Linked DNA regions of Sus scrofa: region 2 is linked to region 1. The links are chromatin contacts, called in public Hi-C maps. All regions are on one chromosome and are shown on one strand. The core of a region is the stretch at or near the end of the contact, and the rest is flanking DNA. Distances in the headings are between cores, read along the strand shown. Region 1 has its middle 40 kb from the start of CTGF. Region 2 overlaps ENPP3 (ectonucleotide pyrophosphatase/phosphodiesterase family member 3).

Region 1 (6,955 bases), core at 4,171-6,670:
GTGGGTTCAATCCCTGGCCTTGCTCAGAGGGTTAAGGATCCAGTGTTGCCATGAGTTGTGGTGTAGGTCATAGATGTAGCTCAGATCTCACGTGTGGCTGTGGGCATAGGCTGACAGTGATTCTACCCCGAGCCAGGAATGTCCCCCAAAAAGCAAAAAAAAAAAAAAAAAAAAAAACCCACCCAACCAACCAAACAAAAACTGTGAGATACTGCACACCTATCAAAACATCAAAAAATGAAACATTGGAATATTAGTAACCAATAATGTTGGCAAAAATGAGGAAAAACAAAATTATTCAAGGAGAATGGCAATGTACAATGGTACAGCCATACTGGAAATTTGTTTGGCAGTTTCTCAAAAAAACTAAACATACACTTACTATGCAACCCAACACCTTTATTCCGGGCATTTATTCCAGAGAAAGGAAGACGTATATCTACACAAAAGCCTGCACATGATAGTTCATGACAGTTTCACACATAATAGCTAAAAACTGGAAATAACAAAATGTCCTATAATAGATGAATGTTTAAACAGACTGTGTACATCCATGACAAGAACACTACTCCACAATTATAAAAAAAGAGAACCAAGTAGTGATATATGTAACAACTTGGATGGATCTCAAGGACATTGTTCTATACAGAAAAAGAAAAAGCCAGTATTAAATAGTCACATACTAGTGTTCCCGGGGTGGCGCAGAGGAAACGAATCCAACTAGGAACCATGAGGTTGAGGGTTCAATCCCTGGCCTCAGCGCATTAAGGATCTGGCATTGCCCTGAGCTGTGACATAGGTCACAGACGAGGCTGGGACCTGCGTTGCTGTGGCTGTGGTGCAGGCTGGCAGCTGTAGCTCTGATTCAACCCCTAGCCTGGAAACCTCCATATGATGTGGGTGTGGCCCTAAAAAAGAGCAAAAAAAAAAAAAAAATGCATACTATATAATTCTACTTATCTAACATTCTTGGAATAACAAAGTACCTTAGGGTATTTCCTGCGTTCGACTTAGATGATTTATATGTCTTTGTCTATTAGATGTCATCTCTGTGGGTCCTTGTCATCTTTCATAGATTCAGAGTTGTCAGGGGTTAGGGTTAATGGAGGGAGGCCGTGGGTGTGAGGGTAGCCCTGAGAGGTCTTTGTGGTGAAGGAATATTTCCACATCTTAATTGCAGTGGTGCTTACCAAATCCAAACACAGCATAAAATGACACAGAAACATGCACACACTTTACACCATTGCTTTTGAAGATGCAGTCACTGGGGAAACTGGACGAAGAGTACATGGGAATAGCTGTATTACCTCCACAACTTCCTGTGAATCTAATTATTTCAAAATTAAAAAAAAAACTTAAAAAAAAAAACAATCCAACTAGAGGAGTTCCCACTATGGCACAGTGAATTAAGAATCAACTTTGGGAGTTCCTGTTGTGGCTCAGTGGTTAGCGAATCCGACTAAGAACTATGGGGTTGAGGGTTCGATCCCTGGTCTTGCTCAGTGGGTTAAGGATACGGCGTTGCCACGAGCTGTGGTGTAGGTTGCAGACGCGGCGCGGCTCGGATCCCGCGTTGCTGTGGCTCTGGCGTAGGCCAGTGGCTATAGCTCCGATTCGACCCCTAGCCTGGGAACCTCCATATGCCGTGGGAGCGGCCCAAGAAATGGCAAAAAGACAAAAAAAAAGAAAAAAAAAAGAATCAACTTTGGTGGTTTAGGTCGCTGTGAAGGTGCAGGTTCTATCACCACCTGGGTTCTGGGGGTTAAAGAATCCAGTGTCGAACTTGTGGCTCAGATTCAATCCCTGGCCCAGGAACTTCCATACTGCCATGGGTGCAGCCATAAGAAAAAAAAAAACTAACGAGAGGGAAAAAGAGATGTTCCTTGACAATTAAGGTATGTGAATGATCAGATTACCTCTTCTTAATGAATTCTCAGGGTAGGAATCCAATTTACCTAATTATACTTCTGCTGAACCTCTTTATTGCCTCTCTATTTCCCGGTTCTTATACTCCAGGACATGGATGACTTCTACTTATAACCCATCAGTGCACTTATAACTCTTTAATTTCCTTTATAATGATCTTCATATCTGTGATGTTAAGCTCAGATCCACACCTAAGTCGTCTTTGAAAATTGCGTTTAGCCCAGCTCCTGGTACCTATTAGGGATTAAATAAAAATTAGTGGATGAGCAAGCTATAATCAAATGAGCAATACATTCATTCTTAAGAAATGGGAGAATAAATAAGTGAAAAAATGCAGATAATAGCAGTGGGAGTTTAGTGTCTCTACAGGAAGTATTTTGGTAAATGAAAGCATCTAATCTTGGAGGAAACATGCTTATTCCAGCAGGTCTGGTTATTTCCTAAAACTGAGCAACTCCAAGATGGCCAGCAGGGGGAGAACTACTCCTTGGTTTAGAGATGGACTGTACCAAGAACTGTGGTTATAAAAGTTTATGCTCAATTTTATCCAGTGCTTACATTTGCAGAAATAACAGTGTTTCTAAAACGGCAATTGTTTTTGTTATTTTTCCCACTGCTATATTTACTTTGCTGTGAAGCATATTCATAAACTTGCAAATTCCCCATCTACAATCAGGATTTACTATTTATCCTGTCATCATGTCCTTCCCCAATCCCTTGATTTAAAAAAAAAAAAAAAAAAAGGAAGTAAAATAAACATAAATAAAAAAACCCATAAATTTTATCATGCTAACCATTTTAAGTGCACAGTTTACTAGTAGTAAGTATATTTGCACTAATGTGCAACAGATCTCCAGAATATTTTCATCTTGCAAAAGAGATGCCATTAAATATTTCCCTATTTACCCCATCTCTACACCCTTGGTAACCACATGCTACTTTCTGTTTCTGTGAATTTGACTCTTTAGATGTCCCATATAAATGGAACCATATAATACTGTCTTTTGTGACTGGTTTATTTCACTTAATATTAACACCCTAAAGTTTCATCTATGTTGAAGCACCTATCAGAGTTATCTTCATTTTTAAGGCTGAGTAACATTTTATCCTATGTACCTACAACATTTCATCTCTTTATCCATCCATGGACATTGGGGTTGCTTTCACCTCTCAGCTACCGTGAATAATGCTTCAGTGACCACTGACAGGCATCAACGTGGTGTCCTTTCAAATATGGAATCAATACAAGCAAATGCCTTGTGCCTCAATTTTTAACTCAGACTTATTGCCTTCAGAGTCATCTCAAACAACTGGAAAGGCTTTGAAGAGCTACAATAGCATATAACACATAACCCAGATAGTCCTTTCTCTAACCTTCAACAGTCTCTTTATAATTTCCAGCCTTTGCCCACTGCCTGATCCCAAAGCTAATGCCATATGTCTCAAGTTGAGCTTATCATACCACTTGTGTTCAGACACCAATTATATATTTTTGCATAAAAACCAGTCTAAGACATAGTAGCTTAATAACGATTTAATATTTTAATGACATAATTATTTAATATTTCTCATGTTTCCGCAGCTGTGCTCAGCTCCATGGTTATTCTGATGGTCTCCTTTGGGGCTTCTCATACAGCCGCAGTCATCTGGCAGATCTATTGGAGCTGGAGGCCATCAGATGGCCTTATCTTCTCATTTGGGGCCTTGATATAGGCTGTGAGCTGAGCCTGTCTCCTACATAGTCTTTCATCATTCACTGGCATAGTTTTGACATCCTTACATGCTGATAGGAGCATTTTCAGAGTCGGAAGCATAAGCAGCAAGGTGACCTCATCAGTGGACCACCATATTAATGGAAAAATGTCACTCTGCCACATTCTATTGGTCAAAGTAAGCCACAAGGCTATCCTGCATTCAAGGGATGGAGCAGCAAGGTGACATTGCAAAGATGCGTTCAGAATAGAAAGAGCCAACAATCTATCACAGTGGTTAAATAGGGACATAATGGAAAATATTTTGGGAGAAAAGCCAGTGAAACAGAGAAACAACACAGTAAGATAGACATGTGAAATCTCCTGAGTGTGTGCTAAATTGGGGAAATAAGTCAATCAAAAGTATCCAACATAGGAATTTTTTAACCTAAGATGAAGTGTATGTTTGTCTGAGACACAATCTGCAAAGAAGACCCCATGATATCACCGAAAGTCTACGACAACCTCAATCCACATTCCACCCCCCATCCCTGACCTACGCTTGGGCTTCAGAAAAGTGGGTAGGACACAAAACAATCTTCCCTGACACAGTAGTTTAGAGAAAAACACAAACAACTCTCAGACACAATTGGAAGATGATCACTTTATCTCAGAATAAACTAGAATGAGCCATATAAAAGAAATGGCATTAAGCACAGCAAATTACTGCAGGATAAAAAAAAGGAGGAAGGATTAGCACAACGTTATAAATCATCTATATTTCAGTAGAGTTTTTTTGTTTTAAAAAAAGAAGGAAGTATGGAAGGAAAGGAGGGAGGGAGAGAGAAAAGGATGGAGCGAGGGAGGGAAGAGGGGGAGGGAAGGAAGGAAAAAGGAAGGGCTCATTTCATCTGTCTCATCTAGAAGAAAACACATGGGTCAAAAAGTGAGAAGAGGAGTTCCCGTCATGGCTCAGCGGTTAACGAATCCGACCAGGAACCATTAGTTGCGGGTTCAATCCCTGGCCTCGCTCAGTGGGTTAAGGATCCGGCATTTCCCTGAGCTGTGGTGTAGGCTGCAGACGCAGCTCGGATTCCGTGTTGCTGTGGCTGTGGTGTAGGCCGGCAGCTACAGCTCTGATTTGACCCCTAGCCTGGGAACTTCCATATGCCACGGGTGCAGCCCTAAAAAGACCAAAAAAAAAAAAAAAAATGAGAAGAAATGCTTCACATTATAGTACAAGTTAATAGAAAACATAGACCCTCAAAATAAAAATAAACTCAAGGAAGATATAATAGAAGAAGATTTAAAAGAGAGGGTGGTCAGCTCAAATAAATAATAATATAGAAATAATAAATTACAAATTACATAGACAAAAATAAATGTTGCTGAAAAATGGAATCAGGGCCACGTGGGGATACTCAAAATAATCATAGTGATTGAAAATACAAAAGAAAAAGTCAATGCAATAATCAAGAAACTAAAAAACTAGATGGGATGTTGACAGTGGGAAGCTGCATCAGATGCTTGTTATTTTCCTCCTTACATTTTACAAGATACTTTTTAAATTTCCAAAATAAAACCAAAGTCTGTCAATTAGGAAATGACTGTTATTTTGGGAGAGGTTTTAGGATGTAGGTTTGGGGCGGTGATCTGAAACCAATTTTTTGGAATTTCAAAAAGAGAGAGGCTGGTGAAGAGATCAAGTCAGGAAATAAAACCCAATCACTTATTTGTCCTGTCCCACAGTGAGAGAAAACTTTGAGGGAGCTGGAGGGGACAGACACAGCAGAGTAAATACTACAGGAAAATAGGACAGGTGCATAGTCAAAGCAGAGACGTGGAAACCGTGCCAAGGTAGGGATTACACATGCATGTGGGAGAAAGGTTAATTGTTAAGAAAATAAAGCCCTGGAGGAAGTGAGGAGTTAGGTCTGGGGTGGGAAAAAAATCACACTTCCTCCATGAGTGACTAGAATGAAGTTGGGCCAGGTGTGAACACAGAGAAAGGAAAGAAGGATGAAGATAAAGGACACATGTTTTGTGCAGTTTGCAGAGGTCAGAACTGGTCCTTTGGAACTGGGTTCATGTCACCATGGTGAGTAGCAATGTAATGATGGAATGGTACTTAACAGACGAGTAATCTATACCTAGTCAGTATCCTTAGGTATCAGACACTTTCTGCTGTTTGGACACTTATTACCACTGATATTGATATGAGTAAAGACACTTCAAATATTTTATGAATTTTAAAAATATTTTTTGCCTAAATGAATTTTATTGGATTTTTTTTCCAGATTATAACATTCATGTATTATAGAGGCTCGAGAAAGTCAAGATCACCCCCAAACCCCACCACTCAGATAGTCACTGTTAACATTTTAGGGCGTTAACTTCTAGAGGGAAAAATGAGAGGGAAGACAGAGGAAGGAACGAGAACAAAAGGAAGAGAAAATGGGGAAAGCGGGGAAAAGGGATTTTATTTTTCCTTTCACCACAATGGATGTTACCATATGCTATTTTAGAAGATGTTCTTTTCAATTCCTATGGTGTAAAGTTTCCCACTTTTGTAAACTTAGCTAAGCATCACGTTTTAAGAGTGTATTCTAGTATATATACTATATACCATGACTGTTTCTCTAATAAAAGTGAATCTTTTAGATTGAGCATCACTTTTTATCTTCTGACAATTGGACAATAACTTCTTCAGAATTATTTTGAAGCACAAAAATTTGGTCAAACTGAAGTCTTAAGTCAGAGTTTATGGACAATTTTTAAACTTTTGGAACACAATTATCAAACTGCCATCCGAGACATCAAAGCATCTTGGGTGTGTTGCCATCTTCAAGGTGTGACTGCTTGTTCACTTTGAAACACTGGAGATCTGACTCTTTTAAACCTTTTCCCGTGTGGTAAGGACAGAAATATGTTATATGTATATCTAATTTAATTAATGAGCTACAACATTTTTATGTATTGGTCTTTGCTCTTTTCATTTCTTTCCCATGAATGTCTTAACCCAGACTTTTGCCCATTTTTCAAATGAGGGTTAATGTACTCTGGTTTTGTTATTAAGTGCTTTTTCATTGATGATATTTCATACTATTAATACATTTATTTTGAGAACTGTTTCAGAGTTCAATTTCAGATGGAGTAGAATTGATGAACTTGAACATTTCCAATGTGTTTATTAAGAAGGCAACATGACATATTGTTTAAACATAGGAACTTTGCCAGGACCTTGGTTCCAATCCCTGCCAGGATGGAACCAGCCATGGTTGGGATGAGTGTTTTCCCCTTACAGGCTTGTTGAGAACATAATTGTAAATCATTGAAAA
Region 2 (6,701 bases), core at 2,278-4,777, 180 kb after region 1:
TTCTATAATTCTGAAAAGGGAATCTAACCTAATTATCAAATATTCAACATGATAACTAAAGATGACATATTTTAACTTAGAAAATAGGTAGCCTGAGACTCATATGTTAAGAGCTGGAGATAAAGTAAACCCAGGACCTAATCAGATGGGACTCCCCAGGTGTTCTGGTTAGGGCTGAGGTCAAGGTTTCCTCTAAGTTACCCTGTATGCAAATAGCAAGGGAATAATAAAATCAGACTATCCTTTTGTTAGAAATGAGAACAATGTTGCATTAAGACATTAATCTGTCCAAGTTCTCACCATAAGCTAGGTGTGGTGCCTGGTCTTGAACTCTAGGGCTGCTGCTCTTTTTACATCTGATGGCTAGCTAGTAAATGTACAAAGCTCACAATTTGAGACTGAGTATTAATGTGTGAAATCCAGAGGTATTTTGGCCGCTGGACTCTCCTTCTATAACCCATAGTCCATGTTGTCAAACTGACGGGTACTTTCTCATTTTGTACCAGTGGTTTAACTCCTTTGATCTCTTATCCTTAACAGTAAATAATTGGAGATCTTATTCACATTAATTTATTACATACATATACCACTAAAAATCCTATATATTTAACATTAATAAAGCTCAATTTTAGTCACAAATATTAATCTTCTTTCAGGGAACAGTACCCTGAACCACAGTACAGCCCACTGAGCCAAAGAGCTATGAGACTCCAATTCCAAGAAGAAAGGCCAGTGCCATCTAGTGGTGTTAATTTAAATTACACTCTCTCTGACTTAGCAGTGTACTTAGCTTTCTTGTTCTCTCATTCAATAGACTCTACCAAATCTCTAGTTCCTCATCCTGCACACATTAATATCAGAACACAACTTCCTCTATTCCATCTCCTCTTCCTCTGTTAAACATATCTTTCATAAAGATGTTTATAAAAAAAGAAAAGTTGTTCCCATCGTGGCTCAGCGGTAACAAACCCAACTAGTATCCATGAGGATGCAGGTTTGATCGTGGGTTAAGGATCCCGTGTTGCGAAGGGTTGTGGTGTAGATCCCAGACACCGCTCAGATCCCGAGTTGCTGTGGCTGTGGTGTAGGCCGGCAGCTGGTGCTCCTATTCGACCTCTAGCCTGGAAATTCCATATGCCACAGGTGCAGCCCTAAAATAAAAGATGTTTATGTTTCGTATCAAAAGCATTTTCCTCTGCATCCCCCTGGCATTTTGTAACATACAAACAAATAAAAAAAGGCCAGAAAATGTAATATTATCCTGATTCCATTTATATTCACTTATGCCTATGCAAAAATAACTGGAATACAATGCAAAAATAGGGAACATGAGTTAAACTATCAGAGAGTGTGTGTTTATTTACTGGCTTATTATCAGGCTTCTCCATTTGACCAGGAGGGCAGGAATCATTTCTGTATCCCAAATGCCTAGAACAGGGTTTGGGATACACATAACAAGCATCAGTAAAATTCTGTTGACTCAATTAATCGATTATTTTGGGGTGGAGTGATTCAGAATGGCTTTTATTTTCTCTAAAGAGACATATTTTGCAAATGCTCTATAGTCAATATGAATCACAATTATGACTAGAAAAAAAGAAAGGTTACAGCTAATTGATTAGGTTGGCCTTTTAGCCATAAGCATGCTCTTTTGTAAAAACCACAAAGATGACAAAGACCTGAAAGAGCCATTTAATCAATTACTCACTACAAGCCTGTAAGACAACTGGTACATCTTTATATCTTGTTTGCCACCTGAAGGAGACCACAGCGGAAGTTAAGAATGTACTGATACGGATCATCTCTGGAAAAGTCAATGAACAGTCAGCCTTCTTCTTCATTCTCATCTATATTGTGAAGGCTAGAATGCTAAGACCAGCCAACCAATAACTGTCCTTTCAAACACGGAAGCGCTAGATAGCATATAAAAGATCAAGAAATTGTCATGCTCAGGAAAACCCATGTGATCATAATAGCAGGTAAGGTTAAACAAATTTATAATGAAAGATGACTGTTAAAAGTACCACGAGACCCTAGTACATACAGCAAGACAACAAGGTCCTACTGTATAGCACAGGGAACTCTATTGAATATTCGGTGATAAACTGTAATGGAAAAGAGTATGAAAAATAATATATATATGCATAACTGAATCACTCTGCTGTACAGCAGAAGTTAACATATTGTAAATCAAATATACCTATAAAATTTTTTTAAATATTATGAGATAAATTAATAGGGACACAAACCTCACAGCCTGCCACTGTCGATCCACCAAAAGATGAGCTTTATCAATTCTGACATTTTTGGCATAGTGTAGTCGTTTTGGCAAATCAGGGGTCAGATAGGGTTTGAAATGCTGATCAGGTTTTCGGCACTGAAAAAGAAAGTATTTCCTCATGACACCTTTAAAAGATGCAAAATAATTCATAACTTCATCTCCTAAGTCAATTTATTAAACACTTTTTAAAAGTAAGAGAGTTGATTCACAGAGCAAAAACAGACTTGTGGTTGCTTAGGGGAGAGCAGGTGGAGAGGGAAGGATTGGGAGTTTGGGATGAGCAGATATTAGTATATAATAATAGTTTTATTATATACAGGATGGGTAAACAACAAGATCTTACTGTATAGCACAGGGAAATATACCAATATTCTGTGATAAGCCATAATGGAAAAGAATATTAAAAAGAATGTATATATATATACCTGTATGTACATATATCTGTATGTATAACTGAATCAATTTGCTATGCAGAAGAAATTAACACAACATTGTTAAATCAACTACACTTCAATAAAAATTTTTTTAAAGTAAGAGGATTTAAGCCTGGCAAATAAAATAGGAATATTAAACCTGTTTTCAGTGTAGTCACATTCCCTAAGTATATTGTTTTTAACTGTTGCAACATATTTAAGTTGCAATTTAAAATATGATGTAAACTATATGTTTGATGTTTGAAAGTTTTTCTTCCTGTGTATATATCTTAAATGACCATAAATACCCCTCCTTTTTTGACAGAGAATGGATAGAAGTCTAGATTTAGAGTGGCAATTACAACTTTGGAGTCTAAATTATACCTTAAAACTATGTAAAACATTCATAGATATGGGTAAATTTTTTAAAACTAGTTTAATTGCTCCAAAACATTCCTTCACATTTAACTCAATTACCCTGCATTTGCTTATTTTTCAAATCAGGTCAATAGTTTTTGAAATCTAGTACAGTCCTTCTACTTCTGAAAATTCTTTCTACATAAGAAAAAGAAGAGTCACTATGAAATAGACAAAAAACAATTTAAAAAGAAATACAGAGTAGGAGAGTGAAGAGTTATAGAATAAAAAAGGGAAGAGAAAAGAATTTATTGCACAAATATCTCCCCTATTTTTTCTTGCCTACTTTTCTATCTCTTCCAGGATTCTGGAAGAGAATGCTTTATCATTTATCATTACTTCTTTCTTAAGCTGCTATTTTGTAACTTCCAGGCAAGCACATGATGGCATCTGTTGCAAAAGCAACTTCCTCAAAGGTTCAAGGGATCAGAATGTGCCCTGAAGGACCACCGATCAATGGATGAATCACCCTTTGCCAGCTGGGTGTACAGCCAGATAAAATCCAGAGAAAACTGAGGATGCACTGCTAAGCTCTGAAGAATAATAAGGTTATTCTTTGCATTTGAGAATTTGAGACGAAGACCCTAGAGTTAAGATGAAACTTTGGTCATTTGATCTAAGAACAAAGCTGAAGCTGTTACCTGTCATGAAGCTTGCCAGTTCATGTTTGCTTATGATTGTCCAATATCAGCTCAATATAGGCCCACAGAACAGCATTCCTGGAAATACTGCACAACCACACCATTTTCCTGGGAAGAATGGACTACTTCGTAAAATGACAGTCCATTTCTTTGAGACTCTACAGCTCCAGGCCTGGTGCATGTCTGTGAGGTCATGTCATGACCATTTCCAAAGCCTGCATGTCCAATCCCTTTTGCACCACTGGGATTATTAGACGTTTGCCCTTTCTCATCTCACTAACAGGACTTCAGCTATGAGGATCGATAGGTGATGGAAAAAAGGGAAAACAATGTGTGGATTCTGAGTCCATTTGCTGATAATTTTCCACTACTGCTCCAGCTGCAAGAACACACTGCATGTACACCCCACACCAGCAGGAGGTAAGAATGCCCACCATGCTTAATCAAGACCAGAATATCAGATGTAAGAGAAAAAAAGGAAGGATTAATACTAAAGAATTTCTGCCCCAACAGTGCTTCCTACTTCAAATTTGCAGGGGGTCCCAAGTTACAGCAACCATTCTTTCCCCAATGTTTCCTAATCTTCAATCACTCACATTTCATTCTGAGTTTTTACTATAATTGCATATCACTTAGACAGAAATAAATCCAGCCCCATCCCAAGCATTGGCAAACTCATGAATCCATATAATCGTTTTACACTTGCAAATATACTTTAAGCATAGAACTATTAAAACCACCACACGAGGCTATTTCAGGTCTTTCCAGGAGTAGTGAACCCCACCTTGAAAAAATCCTGATTTCTCTAAGCTATTTCTTTTTTTGTCTTTTTAGGGCCGTACCAGCGGCATATGGAGGTTCCCAGGCTAGGGGTCCAATCAGAGCTACAGCTGCCAGCCTATACCACAGCCACAGCAATGCCAGATCCAAGCCACATCTATCACCTACACCACAGCTCACGGCAATGCCGGATCCATAACCCACTGAGTGAGGCCAGGGATTGAACCTGCAACCTCATGGTTCCTAGTCGGATTCGTTTCTGCTGGGCCACAAGGGGAACACCAGCTATCTGGTTTTTTGATCTGCTTGTTCACTTACAACCTGAGATGCAAGAGCCAATCAAAAGCAGTTACAATTACATTTAGGGTAAGGAATTTATTTTTCTGACTGGTACAAACGATCTATAATATCTGTGCTTCACTATTTTCTGATATTAAATAACAAAAAGTGTGAAAACCAATGACATCTGAAGCTCACTAGCCCAGCTCCTTTAAATGAAAGATTAGCCCATTCAATTTAGGAGTCAGCATCCCTGTTTTTCAAATGAATTTCCTATCATGGTGTCAACTCCAAAATAAGAACAACTAAAATGAAAGCAACTAACAGGAATATAAACTGTCAATGGCGAATTTAAGAAATAAATTGCAAATGGCTTAGATGGAAGTTAGAGAACACAAATTTCTTGAAACCCAGATTAAGGACATTACATTAACTTAAACATGTATGTTAAGAGACTGTACTTACACTGAGGTTCCTAACAATTTCTTCAGAATCAACTGTTTCGAAAGAAAAATAAATGTCACATTACAATTGATACTTGATAAATGCAAAAAAATGCAAAAGTTCACATGAAAATGAAAGAGACATTTATTAATGATTATGATCTGGTAAAATGAAATAAATTTTTTTTAAGAAAGACTTATTTTAGCACTTAAGAATGAAGTGGAATATATTTTAACCCAACAGTATTAGATACTACCACAGACTCTATCAATAGACTGTACTTAAATAGGGGAGTTTCTCGTTTGCTTCTGTATGGTCTTTCCAAGAAGTCAGAATAGTGGGGCTGGTAATCCCTTCATCCTCAGAATCAGAGGGCTATGGTTATTCACTTTTAGTTTTACCTTTATTTTTCCATTTCCATCTTCATACTTACAGGTAAAAAAGTCCTGAGGTATATTGCGAGCCCTGATGCGGGGGGCAGGTCCTTCATACATGTAGAAGTTTATTTGGGAAAAATAATCAGTCATATATTCCTGTTTTTCACAATAAGTCTGATCCATTCCTGAATTAAAAAAAAATTATCCACTGAATGTATAAGATAGTAACAATTGGTTGTCTTTTGATCGGGTCAAATAGGAGTCATATTACATTATGGATCTCAAACCAAGTTTCCCTGAGAACCTCTAGGAGTTACCCAATTACTTTACTCCAAGTGGCAGGCCTTAAAAACCCTGGCAGTGGAAGAGAAGGATCATGCTTATAAGAGAAGAATAGACAGGAATTATAAACAAATCATCTAGTCAATGTTGATCGATTAAAGTAATTTCAAAGAAGAAAGTTCTGTCAGAAGCTAAATAAATCTTTTTTTTTTTCTTTCTTTCTTTTTTTTTTTTTGTCTTTTTGCCTTTTTCTAGGGCCGCTCCCATGACATATGGAGGTTCCCAGGCTAGGGGTCAAATCGGAGCCATAGCTGCTGGCCTATGCCAAGGCCACAGCAACGCAGGATCCGAACCGCGTCTGCAACTTATACCACAGCTCATGGCAATGCCAGATCCTTAACCCACTGAGCAAGGCCAGGGATCGAACCCACAATCTCATGGTTCCTAGTCGGATTCGTTAACCACTGTGCCACAACGAGAACTCCGCTAAATAAATCTTTATAAATAAGGCAACATGCTATATTTTAAAATTTTTAAATAAAACTGTAACATGCATTTTTATAAAACAATATATTTAGAGAATATTTACTTTTCACATATGTATTATGTAAATTTACATACATAGTATATGTTCTAAAAAAGTTTTGGTAGTTAAATTTTTTAATTTGAAGATTCTTCAGACTCCATCCAAATTTATATTTTTATTAATTTTATTATTTGTATATTTTATCATTTATTTTCACAAAAGAAAATTAAAATATTTCCTTTAATTTTAAACAATAGGCCA

The links. Hi-C and Micro-C count contacts between places; a contact is called where the count stands out from the background.
Region 2: a contact with region 1 is called in a Hi-C map of liver, with 7 times the contacts expected there. The contact joins two enhancer-like sites. A contact is called at or near these places in 3 of 5 promoter capture datasets (fetal liver, fetal skeletal muscle and liver), 33 of 47 Hi-C or Micro-C datasets (adipocytes, adipose tissue, alveolar macrophages and 18 more) and 2 of 2 datasets of contacts at active chromatin or transcription factors (alveolar macrophages and skeletal muscle).

Annotation. Positions count from the first base shown.
Region 1 is chr1:31,710,526-31,717,480 of Sscrofa11.1, forward strand. No RefSeq gene overlaps it. Among named protein-coding and RNA genes, the nearest start is that of CTGF, 40 kb to the left of the region's middle. Within about 2 kb of position 5,421, at least 3 of the 83 cell types and tissues checked have an H3K27ac peak or open chromatin away from gene starts, as enhancers often do. A contact at or near this core is called in fetal liver and liver, where this site is marked.
Region 2 is chr1:31,890,969-31,897,669 of Sscrofa11.1, forward strand. ENPP3 (ectonucleotide pyrophosphatase/phosphodiesterase family member 3) reads right to left here. Exons shown (of 24, transcript XM_021087960.1): 12 at 5,689-5,817; 13 at 5,277-5,308; 14 at 2,250-2,377. Among named protein-coding and RNA genes, the nearest start is that of ENPP3, 38 kb to the right of the region's middle. Within about 2 kb of position 3,528, at least 3 of the 83 cell types and tissues checked have an H3K27ac peak or open chromatin away from gene starts, as enhancers often do. A contact at or near this core is called in fetal liver and liver, where this site is marked.